Regions from separate parts of the Gossypium hirsutum genome. Here region 1 is linked to region 2. A link is a contact called in public Hi-C data. All regions are on one chromosome and are shown on one strand. The core of a region is the stretch at or near the end of the contact, and the rest is flanking DNA. Distances in the headings are between cores, read along the strand shown.

What was found. A called contact is a pair of places that touch in the nucleus more often than the background predicts.
Region 1: a Hi-C map of leaf shows a contact between it and region 2, with 2.5 times the contacts expected there. The contact joins the promoter of LOC107887371 here to the promoter of LOC107887261 in region 2. A contact is called at or near these places in 4 of 34 Hi-C or Micro-C datasets (callus and leaf).

What each region holds. Positions count from the first base shown.
Region 1 is chrA03:67,260,618-67,268,118 of Gossypium_hirsutum_v2.1, reverse strand. LOC107887371 (fructose-bisphosphate aldolase-lysine N-methyltransferase, chloroplastic) reads right to left here and starts at 2,567. Exons shown (of 6, transcript XM_016811579.2): 1 at 1,928-2,567; 2 at 1,745-1,773; 3 at 1,369-1,580; 4 at 1,027-1,149; 5 at 50-454. The coding sequence starts at 2,409.
Region 2 is chrA03:67,017,325-67,024,222 of Gossypium_hirsutum_v2.1, reverse strand. LOC107887261 (expansin-A15) reads left to right here and starts at 3,817. Exons shown (of 4, transcript XM_016811452.2): 1 at 3,817-3,971; 2 at 4,105-4,235; 3 at 4,323-4,635; 4 at 5,027-5,863. The coding sequence starts at 3,970. The coding sequence ends at 5,333. It overlaps LOC107887260 (agamous-like MADS-box protein AGL30), which reads right to left. Exons shown (of 12, transcript XM_016811451.2): 12 at 6,410-6,898.

The DNA.
Region 1 (7,501 bases), core at 1,318-3,817, 250 kb before region 2:
TACTAAATAATTAGCTTTGATTTTTATACAAGAAAAGATATAGCTTTACCTCTTCAATGGTGGTATGATAGCCAGAGAGAGCAGATTTGCAGGCATCACGGACAACCCGGCATATGAGCTCTTCATTGGCACGACTTACAGGTAAATCAAGGTGGCCCCAAATTGTGTTTCTAAAAATAGATTCCAAGAGGAAAGCATCTGTTCCCCCAAGTGCCACCAGTCGTAGATATGGAATGAGTGCTGGTGGAAGAGGACGACCCAAAACTATGTCAAAATAGGCAGTCTCACTCAAACCATTTGTCTCAGCAATGTCGAGCTTGTCTCCAAAAAAGGGATCTGACTCCGATATCTCCAATGTTAACGTGTAAGCATTGCGCTCGGACTTTGATTCTATGAATCCATAATCAAGTGCTAACTCAGCATTACTCTTGTCTAGATCATATTGAATCAAAACCTGTTGAATCGTCTTCTCAATCAGTCTATACAATGGAACATGTTTCATATCATATCCAGGGGCTGGTAGGGGCCAGGCGTAAAATTTCAATTTGGCACTTTAAATTTTACAAGATTTTAATTTAGTAAAAGATAACAGTATACTTTGGTCCCAAAAATGACAAAATTTTGATTTTGTCCTTCAAAACTTATAAATATATAAGCTATTAAAATTGTGAAATTGCATTTTAATTCTCATAAGGTTATATAACTTAATTCTATAAAAATTATAAAAATTTTCTAGCTTTGCCCTTGATGATAACATAATTGTTTTGCAACATGCATGTTATAAAAGGATCAAGTTAATCCAGTCTGTCATATAAGTAAACTATATGATCTGCATACATGTAATCTCAGAATTTTTCAGCTTAGAATTGTATCAGACAATTTGAGTCCTTTCACGTTTATAAATCTTGGGTGCGTTAATTGATTAGCTAAAATGGCAGGAATGCTAAGACAACGGGATAGGTGGATGATATATATAAAATATAATATAACCCTTCTCAGATAGCTTCTAAAAGAAAAAAAACTCACCTGCTCCTCAGCCTTGACAGAAACTGGAGACCGCAAGGAAAAGAGGAGATCCCTAGAGAAAAGTCCAGCTCCTTTAATCTCCCATGCATAATCTTCTGTAGTTATGTTAGGGCTGTGGTTGATCTGATTAATGAAGAAAAGTTAAAGAATGAAACTAAAGGCAGTTATAGCTTTCCACATAACCATGACTGTTACAGCTTTTCTTTCATATTCTGTAAATTGGGAACAAGTTGCGGGGATGATCACCCTTTTATATCAGACCAACTTGCATGTAATTTCTGGAAACTGATTCCAGGGCAAGCAAGATGATGTTTGGAAACATAGTGAAGGGATGCTGCTTACCAAGTCTGCAAGAGGTATTAAAACAAGATTTTGACCGCGAAGGCGAGAAAATGCTCTTGACCTGAGAATCCCAAATGCCCAGAAGAAATCATCCAATGTTATAGGGGCTGGAAAGAGCTGCTTGTTGGGGAGTATGATTTCTTCCTCTACTTTCAAGAACTCATTCTGCACATATTCTTTCACCCCCAGTGTTGTGCTCAACAATTGAGTACCTGGTCATTGGAATGCAGTACCAACTATGAAAATTGAAACAAGATAATCTTCAACCTAAATAACATGGAAAACAATATTTCTAATCCAGCTGCTTTGCTGCAGTGTTGTACAAACTTTGATAAGGAGACTATAACTTCTTACAAGTAAAATCCTAAGCATTTACCTTGAAGCTCAGCTAGCTCTTCTTCTGACCTGCACTGGAACCATAAAGAAACAACACTTTATCAACCACAATGATCTAAGCCCCATTAACGAAATGGAAATTATTATTTATAACCCAAAAAACAGATTTGTTTTTAAAGATAAATGGGGGTAAAAAGGAAATAAGAAACCAAGCCACACCCACCAAAACACAGTGGAATCTGTTAACTCTGGAAGTATATCAAGATAAACCCCCCATTTAGAATCTTGCCTAAACCTCTCCCTGATCAAAAACAAAGCTACAGACACCCAAGGCTTCAATCCACTACACACGGTTCCAATCTCAGAAGCTACAACTGCATCCTGGTTTATCCAAAACCGGTTAGGAATCTCCAAGACAACCTCGTTCCTGGAAATATTCTTTTTTGCAATGAGTCCAAGTCCTTCAGGGACCATTCCAGGCCTTACGGGAGACTTGGCAGAGACAACACCCTGGTCCTGGAGCCATTGCCAGAAGGTTTGGAGCTGCGGTGGAGGGTCAGCGGTTGCTGAAACAGGGATGGGTTTCTTTACAAAGTGGATGGAAAGTGTGGGTTTAGTGGAGAAAGAAGAAAAGGGTTTGAGAGTAGTTGAAGAAGAGGGGAAAGAAGAAGAAGGTGATGAGAGAGTGAAAAGTGAAGGTGCCATAAAGAAGGTTGTAATGGATGAGATAAGATGTGGTGGGGGATTTTATAGCTTGTGGCTTTGGATTATATTCTTTTCAACATTTTTACATGAAATATCCAACTGAACCAATCACTCAAGAAAAGAAAACCAATGAAGTTGGATCAGCCTACTACTTGAGTCCATCATTTTATATCTTCGTATCTCAACTTTATAGTTTCAAAATTACCCTTCTTCTACTTTTTATGGTTTTTCAGCCCATGATGGCTTTTCAGTGGTAGAATGAGTAACCCTACATGCGATGATCTCAGGTCCACTTGCAACCCACAAAATAATGCAAAAGATGCATGTATTATGAACAAACAAGGATTTGACTTGTCAACCAAAATGTATATTCCATGTTATTTATTTAGCTCTATGAAAGGGTGAAATAACTTAACAGTAGTATCTTATTTAGGCTGTTCAAAAATAAATAAATTTTCCATCTAATATTTTAAACTATATTTTATTTTTAAAACAACATTAAGTATCAAGTTGAATTAAATATTTGTGCGTCGGATGATTTTTTTGTTGGAAAATTATTTGGATTTAAGTTGAATAGCTTCAAATTTAAAAATTTTAATTTTTAAATCAATTTGAATCAGGGTGGAGTCAAGAAATTTAAATTGTAGGGTCAAATTTAAAAAAAATTAAATATTTATAAAAGTCATATAAATTAATCTACAATACTAATCCTTGATAAAATAATGTATTATATTGTTAGATGTAAGACTATTATGTAGTTTTTGTACTAAGAAGTTGGAAACTTTTGATCCGTTCTTGCAATTTTTTGGGGAAAAGTTGCGATTGCGAGGTTGATAAGGTAACTTTTACAAATATATCATTATCATATTATCTCTATCATTTGGATGATAATTTGTAATGTAAGCTCTAATCCTTGAATAGGTAGAAAGTTTTGAAGACTAAACTTTACTCTTTTGACCTTTTTTTTCATATTGGTTTGTATTTCCCTTTAGTATTCATCCTTTCCTTCTTGTTCTTCTTCTATTTCACTAGTAGACTTTAGAAAAATAAATTTAAGCCTTAAACACAAAAGTTTTTACGAAGCCAACAACTAGAAATTTTCTTTCACAAAAATGTGGAGTTATGCCTCGTATTTTTCGGCTTTTCTTCTTCCAGTCAAACTTTGTTTTTAGTTTCTCACTTAAACTATGGTTAGTGTAGGTTATTTTAATATTATTTTTACTTACGAATTTAGCCTATAAGTAGATTTAGGTATTAGCTTTCACAAGCTTTCATAAAATTTTGTGTTTATATTTTGAGGGTTTTTATTTTAGATTTTAGGGTTTAGTTTTATCTCCATCTTTTGTAATATTCGTTTTTGCCATTTTAGTGAAATTATTTGTAACAACCCGATTTTGGGCTTAGTCAGAACAGTGGTTTCAGAACCACTAATTCGTGTTTGAAAAAATTATTTTTAATATTATTTAATGGGTGATGGCATGTTTATAAAGGTGCATGAAAATTTTGGTGACTTAATTTTAACGTTTGTGAGCTTAATTGAGAAAAAGGACTAAATCGCATAAAGTGCAAAAGTCCTATTTTGATAGCTAAGGGTGTCAAATAGTTAGAGAACCTAAATTGGGGGTCTTTAAAGGGAAATTAGACCCTTTAAAGAGACATGGCCGACCATAGGAGACAAAGATGGTCAAAAAAGTCAAAATTTGGTGGGTTTGGTGATTAAATTGACTAAAATAAAAATAAGATAAAGAGAAAAGATATCATCTCCCTATCTCCTTCTCCACAAAAAATTCAGCCATTGTAGGGGTTTTTGAGCCTCAAAAATTTCAATCACTCTCTACTCTTGCAAGTAAGTGACTTTAATGGCTTTTCTCGAAAACTTTTACATTTTTAGAACCATTGTAGCATGAGCTTTCTAACAAGGGGACTTTTTGTTAAATAGTTGAAATTTTAGGTTTTACCATGAGAGTTTTCATGTTGATTTTTGAAATTTTATGAAAGAAAATGAATCATGGTTGTGAAATAAACAACTCTTGTGTAGGGACTTTTCATGAAAACCCTAATAGGACCATTTCGTAGAGTTTGTAAAATATATAGTAATGTTGTGAAATACTGGAAATTTGGGGTTGTCATAAGAGAGATAAATGGTCGGTTAGGCTTGGATAATAAGGAAATTTAATAAAAAATAATTTTCGAATCTAGGGGTAAAATGGTCATTTTGTAAAAGTCTAGGAGCAAAATGGTCATTTTGCCTAATTTTTAAATTTTTGAGTGTCTAGATTAATAAAATGATTAAAATTGTGAATTTTCATCATTATAGATCAAGAATTACAAAATTCGAGCCTAGACCGAGGAAAAACAAAGCAAGTGGACTAAGCCGAACTAGTCGTCTACATTTTGCAATTCGAGGTAAGTTGTACGTAAATAATACAACTACATTGTTATTATATGTGTTTGAATTGATATAGCATAAATTGCTTGTTTGTGGAAGTGATTATGTATGATGAATATTGAGATAGTAGAACTCTCGTTTGAACCTTAGGAAATAAACCGGATATTCATGCCATGACATTCAGGTTATTTGTATGCCAGTGTAAGACATGTCTGGGACATGCATCGGCCACATTATGAGAGCCAGTGTAAGACATGTCTAGGACATGCATCGGCCTCGCGATGTAAGCTAGTGTAAGACATGTCTGGGACATGCATCGGCTACGAGATGTGTCAGTGTAAGACTGTAACACCCCTTACCCATGTTCGACGCCGAAATAGGGTACGAGGCATTACCAGAGTTAAACATACACATTCATGCAAAAACCAGGCCATAAAATCTCTTTTAATTTAAAACCTTTCAAACACATGCATGTCGTCCCTTATTTAGGTCTACGACGCCCAAAACACTCATCGGAATTGATTCGGGACTAAACTGAGAACTTTGAAAAGTTTCAAGAAAACTTAGAAAATTTTCCCATGAAACAGGGTCACACACCCGTGTGGATATAGGGATACGCCCATGTGCCTTTGGCACGCCCGTGTCCTCAGGCCGTGTAACTCTCTGTTTATGACGTCAGCATGCACATCGAACCATACAGCCGGGCCACACGCCCATGTCTCCAGGCCGTGTCCCTCACACGGTTGAGACACACGGCCGTGTCTTAGCCTATGTGGCCAACTCTTAGGCTATTTTCCAAGCCTTCATGTTACCCATAATCTCTTACAACCTTATGCACATCAAAATCGCAAATTATGGCATAATTTTAATGATTAAACACTCTTTATTAAGACATATCCTTAACATAAACATGTCCTCATACAAGTAATGCATCTACTCATGCAATACCCAGTTTAGATTCCTCATTTCACATTCATAAGACTTGTTATTTTGATGACCACTTTTACCATTATACTATGATTACCAACTTATCCATCAAGCACTCATATTCAATTATTATTAGTTGTGCTTATAAAGTGCAATTACTACATGGCTATGACCACCTCAATTGGTCATAAAGCATACATCCAACACACATGTCATATTACTAACCATGCATGGCAAACAAACATAATCACATTATAAACATTAGACATGACATGAATAGCTAGGCTTACAAGCCATAATAAATATGAGCCACATCTCATGGCCATATACATATAACTCAATATAGCCAACACATTTGGCCAAAGCAAAATAATACATGTCAATCAACTAGATCCCTATACATGCCACTCACTTGAAATTTCTAATATATGCTTCATTATTCCAAAGGTAGCAACTTGATAGTGTGATGCTGCCTCCGACGATCTCTAACCCCGAGCTAACCTGAAAACACTAAAGGAAAATAAAGGAAGGGAGTAAGCTTTATAGCTTAGTAAGACCGTATGAAAACAATAAGCAATTTATCAACTTGCTTCTCATGGTAATACAACCCTATTTGCATTTTTACCCATGTTCCAGTCAAGCTATTTTCTCAAGTCACAGTCACTAAATTATTTATATCTGGAGCTACAGAACTCTAAATTAAGTTCCGATAATTTTACTTGAAACTAGACTCACATATATTATTACCATAAAATTTTTAGAATTTTTGATTCAACCAATTAGTACAGTTTATTCCTTAAAGTTACCATTTTTCGCTGTTTGACAGTTCTGACCCCTCTTCACTAAAAATTAATTATCTCATCATACGGGACTCGGATGATGTTCCCGTCCATTTATTTTAAAAATATACTCATTAAGAATTCTAAACATATAAATTATAACTCATAACTATTTTTTTTACAATTTTCAATGATTTTATAAAATCAGAACATGGGATTTCGAAGTCATTCTGACTCTATCTCACATCAATTTAAATATTTCATAATATGAAACTCTTTTGCTTACACCGTTTCTTCTATGTGAAACTAGAATCATTAGGATTTAATTTCATATTTTATTCAACCTCTAACTCAATTTTAAAAATTTTTGGTGGATTTTCAAAGTCGGACTATGACTGCTATCCAAAACTGTTTTAGTGTAAATTAACGATACTAAGTTTATCACACCATATTAATTCATTTTCACCACATTGGTAAGGTTACATATTCATACATCATAAGTATAGACCTATAATCACAAGGTCATCACAAAATCATTCTCATAAGCATGAATTACCTATTTACATGTTCACTAAATATGAATCATAAACTGAAATCATTTCTCATGAGCTTGGCATACATACCTGTGTTACTTAACATGCTCATATTCATTCCTTACTAATCATATAACAGGAATTGAATTCACATCTCATCAATTTCATGTAAATACCTGTACCACTTACAATATGGTTATAACCTTTCTCATTTAGCTTAAACTGTAACTCTCACCGTTGAACCATTCGGAAAGCTATCGGATATTCACTAAGCCTCAAACATAGGGTATAATGCCGATGCCATGTCCCTGACATGGTCTTACACTGGCTCATCCATCAAGTCGGTGCCATGTCCCAGACATGGTCTTACACTGACTATTGAAATCGAGGCCGACGCCATGTCCCAGACATGGTCTTACACTAACACATCTCGAGGCCGATGCATGTCCCAGACATGTCTTACA
Region 2 (6,898 bases), core at 2,568-5,067:
TCCGTTCCTCTCCATCGGTGAAATTGTGTTCTATCCATTGGAACCGGTAAGGAAGATACAACCTTATTTTTTATTTAAAAATATGTTTTCCCAATGATTATTGGATTAAATTTCATCCTTTTAATAGTTTTGTTTCTTGGTTTGGAGATTTAGAAATTGGATTAAAGGAAACAATGGAACACGGGTTTTTCACTGATAATAGTGCTGCCACTTTTTCTTTAACTGATGAGGATCATACCATAGCTAACGCTGTTAGATTCACTTTGAATCAAGAGTCAGTTCACTCACATCTGTTTTTGGCTTTGATTCATGCTGGGTTTTCTTTGTTTTAAGTGATTGTATTGAAAGTGGAAGCTATCCTTTTTATGTTGTGCAGCCCAAGGGTTACATTCTGTGGCTACAGTATTCCTCATCCTTCAGAGGCTCGAGTTAATATTAGAGTTCAAACCACTGGTAAACTCAATATAACACTCTTTTTCAAGTTAGAAGGAAATGAAATTAGATCCTTAAATATTGTGTTTTCAATGCTAAGGGCAGGCTTTTGTTGCTAAATAATTGTGGTAACACTGTTTGATTCAGTTAGAAGTCAAATGTCGTTTCCATATGTGAACAATTTCTGGTTTTTAAGTAGCGACTTTGTTTCATGTTGGCCTGGACATTTTCCAGATTAGTAATTATAAGTTTGAATTTGGCTACTAAATCACGCCAGTTAATGATTTCAGTGGGCTGGTGTTTCAGACTTTCAGTTGAATTGACTTTGGTTTCGAATATTTTTAGTGATGGAAATAAGCACGATTTATTTGAATTATGATTGAATTGGAGAAGCTGCTTTTTGTACATTTTGAGAAATATCAGGCCCTTGGATACACAAAGGGTGTTAACTTGCGCCCATCTCAATTACCTCATTCCTGCCCATTGAATTGGAGAAAGTTCTTTTTTTTTTTAATGATTCCGTGTTGTTTTCTTCTTTATGAGGAGCTCATTTCAGTAAAGTTAACCTTTCTATTATGCAGGAGGTACAGTATTTGATGCATCACAATATGCATTTTTTGGAAACGATGTTCTCGAGGAAGTTGAATTGGAGGGGCTAGATGATGAGGATGAGGATTTACCTACAGCTGGACTTGATGAAGAGGAGTTTTTGTTTGATCAAGAGGAGGTTAATATTCTTGTTTCTTTCAGTTTTTTTTCCTGTTTCGATTGTTCTTGCAAGTTTCTGCAGCATAGCACAACCAGTGACTATTTGATCGGAAAATAAATGTCTCCCTTCCAGGTGTCATGCTAAAAAATAGCCTTTTGGATTATTGTTGGATTTTTTCTCCATGTTCTTTAACAGATAGATTCCACTGCATTCAATTAGTGGTTGGCATGCGAGTTTTATTTGTAGAATAAAGCTCTGTGGGAGTTCATATTATATATTGTTCTATTTGTCTGTGCAAAACATTGTGAACCTTGTTCTCTGTATTTATAAGTTGACAATGTAGCCATCTTAGTTGGCTGCTTTCCGAAGTCAATTTATTTGATTCGTTCTCTTTGCTCTTCACAATGAGAGGTAGCTCTTTTGTACTTTTTTAATAAGATCATATTATACATGCTCTTTTGCAGTGGTCTAGTGGTTTAGTATCCTGTTAATAAAACCATATTGTATATTTGAATAGTTTGGAGATTGTGTTAACTGTATTTGGTGCTTCTTGAAGTAATGTTTGTTGTGTCTTATATGCTTCCTGAATCAAATATGGAGAGAAGGTAGTATATGGAGTTTATATTTTCAAGTATTTTTCACACAATTGATTTATCTGTTCCCTTCATTGAGGGGAAAACATGGAATGAATTGACTTACACCTCACTTCTTCCTCAAACACCTTTGGTACCACTTATTTTCATAAAATGATAAGAATCTTTTCAGATTACAACTTCCAGAGGTCTATGTCACCTTCTTGACAATCAGGTTTTTAGGAATCTTTTTACCCATCATGCAGAAGTTTTAGACAAAATCTTGTTCGTGGTTGCTGCTAGATGCATGATACTGCCTCATTTCCTCTGTGGTGGTTCTTCGCTCTCCCCCTTCTTAGTATTTTTGGTTGTTGAGTCTTGGAGGCAGTTGTATTCAGTAATGGCTGGCTTGCTTTAATGCATTGCTTCTGTATATCTTTGTAGAAAACGAATCTGTATCTATTTTTAACACAAATTTGATTAGTTCATGCCAATGGATTTGTAAAGTTAAATTAGTTATTGGCGTTAGAAATTTACTCTTATGCCTGGAAGGAGATCTGGCTTATAGATCAACTACTGGAGTTAATTATGGAAATTTGTTTGATTTGGTTTCTTATAAAATTGTTACCCTGTTCTATTTATGTTGGAGTAGCTGAAATCTGATGTTGCATTTGTCATTAACAAATAGCAATCCAGAAAGAGAGGAAAGTGATATCATCCCCTCCACTTTTTCCTTAGAATTGCGTACTTCAAACTTTTTAAATTGTATAAATTCATATAAGAAAATTTGTTATGATGTTGTAAAACTATATAACATATGAATTATGATGTAGAATTTTATTTTCATCTAACCTTTTCTTAATATAAGTTAATTATGTTTATGCAGAATATAATTCTCAAGTTATTTTTTGATTTTAGTAAATTCATATAAGAACATTTTATTATTAAATTATATTTAATATTAATTATTTTAAATTGTATAAATTCATATAAGAAAATTTATTATCACGAATTTTATGAAATTATATATTATTATTAAATTATATTTAATAATAATTATTTTAAATTATACAAATTCATATAAGAAAATTTATTAGTTATAATTATTTTAAATTTTATTAAATCATATATTTTAATTAAAATATTTTTAATATTAATTACTTCAAATTATATTTTATAGTATCATATATTATGATTTTAGTAAATTCATATAAGAATGTTGATTATTAAGAATTTTATTAAATTATATATTTTAATTAAAATATTTTTAATATTAATTAATTTAAATTATATTTTATAGTATCATATATTATGATTTTAGTAAATTCATATAAGAATTTTGATTATTAAGAATTTTATTAAATTATATATTTTAATTAAAATATATTTAATAATAATTATGTTAAATTATCTTTTATAGTATCATATATTATGATTTGAGTAAATTCATATAAGAATATTAATTTTTAAGAATTTTACTAAATTATATATTTTAATTATAATATATTTAATAATAATTATGTTAAATTATATTTTATAGTATCATATATTATGATTTGAGTAAATTCATATAAGATATTGATTATTAAGAATTTTATTAAATTATATATTTTAATTATAATATATTTAATAATTATTATGTTTAAATATAATTAAATGCTCTATTATTGATATTAATAATCTTATTAAAATTTAAATAACAATAACAATAATTATTTACCCAAACAAATTTATGCTAAGGGTATTCTAGTCATTTTAGTTTTTTCCATTATGCTATTATACCTCTATTCCATTCAACCAAACATAAGATTACTATTACGCCTCTATTCCATTACATTCAACCAAACAGTTGATTTGCTATTACACTTCTATTTCATTACATCTCTATTTCATTACACCTCTAATCCAATACACCTCTAATCCAATACAGCGAACCAAACGTGCTCTTAGATTTTGATTTTCAAGGCAATTTACTATTCAGAAATCTACAAAACCACGCGGTTTCAACTTTCAACTTTACCCTGCAGCAGCTCCCCATGTGCCTTTGTGTTTTTACCTATGAACTATTTTCTATTTGTGAATAAACAAATAGGGCTTGGTCCCCTTTGGTAGTTAGGTTTAGTTGTAACTTGCAACGGTGCCCATCCCCCAAAATTTCTATAAATCCCCCCTTCACCTTTTCCCCTTTTCCTCACTCAGCTGCCTTGCACTCATCTCCTACCTCTCTTTTTCACTCTTCCAATCTTCTTCCTCTTCATGTAATCTTCTTATCCATCTCATGTTAGTTTTAGTGCTTTTAAGAAGGAAAAAAAAGTGTTACCATTTTGAGTTTTTTTATTGTTTCTTACTCGCAAGTGCTTAAACAAACTTCACTCTGTTGTTTGTTCGCAGGAAAATGGCTTTTGCTAAGGTCTTTCTGTTGGGGTTTCTCGCGATGGTCTCTGGTGTTCAGGGATATAGTGGTGATTGGACTAATGCACATGCAACCTTTTATGGTGGGAGTGATGCTTCAGGAACAATGGGTATGCTTCAAATGAAGCCATCTTTTAGGCACAACGGTTTGGGTTGGATGGCTTATTTCACTAATTCTTAACTTGGGTCTTTTTTAGGTGGGGCTTGTGGTTATGGAAACCTGTATAGCCAGGGTTATGGGACAAATACTGCAGCTTTGAGCACTGCTTTGTTCAACAATGGGCTGAGTTGTGGATCTTGCTATGAGATTAAGTGTATGGATGATGGAAAGTGGTGCCTGCCTGGTTCCTTTGTGGTCACAGCCACCAATTTCTGCCCTCCAAACAATGCTCTCCCTAATAATGCAGGGGGCTGGTGCAACCCTCCTCTGCAACACTTTGACCTTTCTCAGCCTGTTTTCCAGCATATTGCTCAATACAGAGCTGGAATTGTGCCTGTTGCTTACAGAAGGTATGTTTTGCCTTTTGCTGCTTCCCTGTGAAATGGGCTTTCTAAAGAGGCCTATTTATTTCTCTAACCACTCAGTAATTTTCAAATTTAACTTGTCTAGTGTTCCAATTCTTTTAGTAATGTATGAAAAACCTTATTTTAAGGCAGTAAAAAGGTCAATTTATGAGCTTAACTATAAAAGGGTTGGAATTAATTGTTTTGGCTGCATATGAGGCCTGCTTTTCTCCCTATTAGAGTAATATTTAGGGTCAGTTTCTGTTTTGCAAGACAGACAAACGACACTTTTGGTCATTTCCACTGGTAAATACATTGCTTTTACTTTCTTTAATGGGTAGTAACCGCGCAGTAATATCACTTACTTTTATTAACCATTGGGTTTTTTACTTTGTAGGGTACCATGCAGAAGAAAGGGAGGAATCAGGTTCACCATTAATGGCCACTCCTACTTCAACCTAGTTCTTATCACCAACGTTGGCGGTGCTGGTGATGTACATGCGGTGGCCATCAAGGGCTCCAGGACTGGTTGGCAGCCCATGTCTAGGAACTGGGGCCAGAACTGGCAGAGCAACACCTACCTCAACGGACAAAGCCTCTCATTTAAGGTCACAACAAGCGACGGCCGTACTGTGGTTTCCAGCAATGTTGCCCCAGCTGGGTGGTCCTTTGGGCAGACCTTCACTGGCCGCCAATTCCGCTAGAGGAACACATTATTATCTTAGGCTTTTTAAGTTTTAATTAATAATTACTATATAAATATACCAGGCATCCAAAGTAGTATTTAACTAGCTTGACTTTTAGTATAGCTAGCATATTATATATCTATAGGGCCCTGTAGTGGGACTTTCGGGTCACTCAAAAATGTGAAGGGCTTATTTTAAAGTAGCCCATTTATCATTTTGGGTTTTTAGTTTTATTATGGGGTAGGTGTCCTAATTAAGTTACCTTTTTAAAAAAAAAAAAAAAGTATTAAGGGTCACTTTTCCTTCTGTTGTTTGTTAAAACAGGAGGAGATGGCAGAGGTGGGACTTTTACCACCCGCCAGCAGTGTTAACCTAGTAGGTCCTTTGGTTTTTTTTTCTCCTCCGTTTGGGATGTTGAGAAGCATTGTTTTTGCTTGTAAGCTCAATTCATCAGCTTTTGCTGGGTGATTATCTCCTTGGATTTTATCATATATGTATGAGTGTAATTTGTAAATTTTGCAATGCAAAACTATAACTTTGATTTATTATGATATGATTCCATGTTTATCATTTTTATTCTTTGGGCTGTTATAAAATTACCAAATGATTATTATCCTAAAAAACCCAAGGAAAAGTCGGGAGATTTTATCATTTCAGAACCTTCCTCTTTGGTTTTCCTTACATGGGAGCGGCAGCAAGTGTGAATGGGGATCAAAAACCAATTGAGAAGGTTTAAGGGAATTTTGTAGCCAACAGTAGACGCTGGCTGTTAATCAAAATTGGACCAACTCTGGAATTTAATAGGGGTCTTGGAATGAAAATGGGCGGTGCATGGAAAAACTCCTAGATCCTGAGTGTTGGAAGTAAGAAAAAACACAAATCCAAGGGCAAAGCAGGTCAATGCACTTTATTGCTCGTAATGCTATAATTTAGAGAGCTGGGATCCGAGGATTCTGCAGGTAACATGCAATATTCTGGTTTTCCAACGTATTTCGAAATCCAATTCCACCTTGTATTTTTTTTAATGGCCGAGTTGAAATTAGGTTGTTCTATCTATCAAATATTTAATTAATTTGGGCATAAATCCAGTTAGATATTGAATAAAATATCAATTATTTACTATAGTGAGGGTGATTTTTTTTTTGGTCTTTTTATTATATAAAATTCAATTTCTTTTATAAGTAAGTGTTTGACGCATTGACTTTTAATGTCCACCATTTTGGAGATCAACGATGCCAGAAAATGCTATCCATCCCCTTGCGTTAAGCCCCAAGTATAGCATTAAATTGAGCTCATAAACATGGGATTTATGGAATGTAGACGCCTTTTTCTTTCAAAGTATGAACACCAACATTATTGAAACTCAAAATCCGTCTGGGCTTTTGTAATCGATGTTTCTTAGCCGAACGTAGTTAGCATGTCCAAGTCGTAGTGTGTTAGTCCTGCCCAATATTCAAGTAGTAGGAATTTTCAGAGTGGAGACTAAGCCTTGGCCACCACCATCCAAACATCTCATTGACCCATTCTGAGTTTCAAAAAGGACTTCCCCCGAGGATTTTGGGTTTTATGAGTTCCTTCTTTCC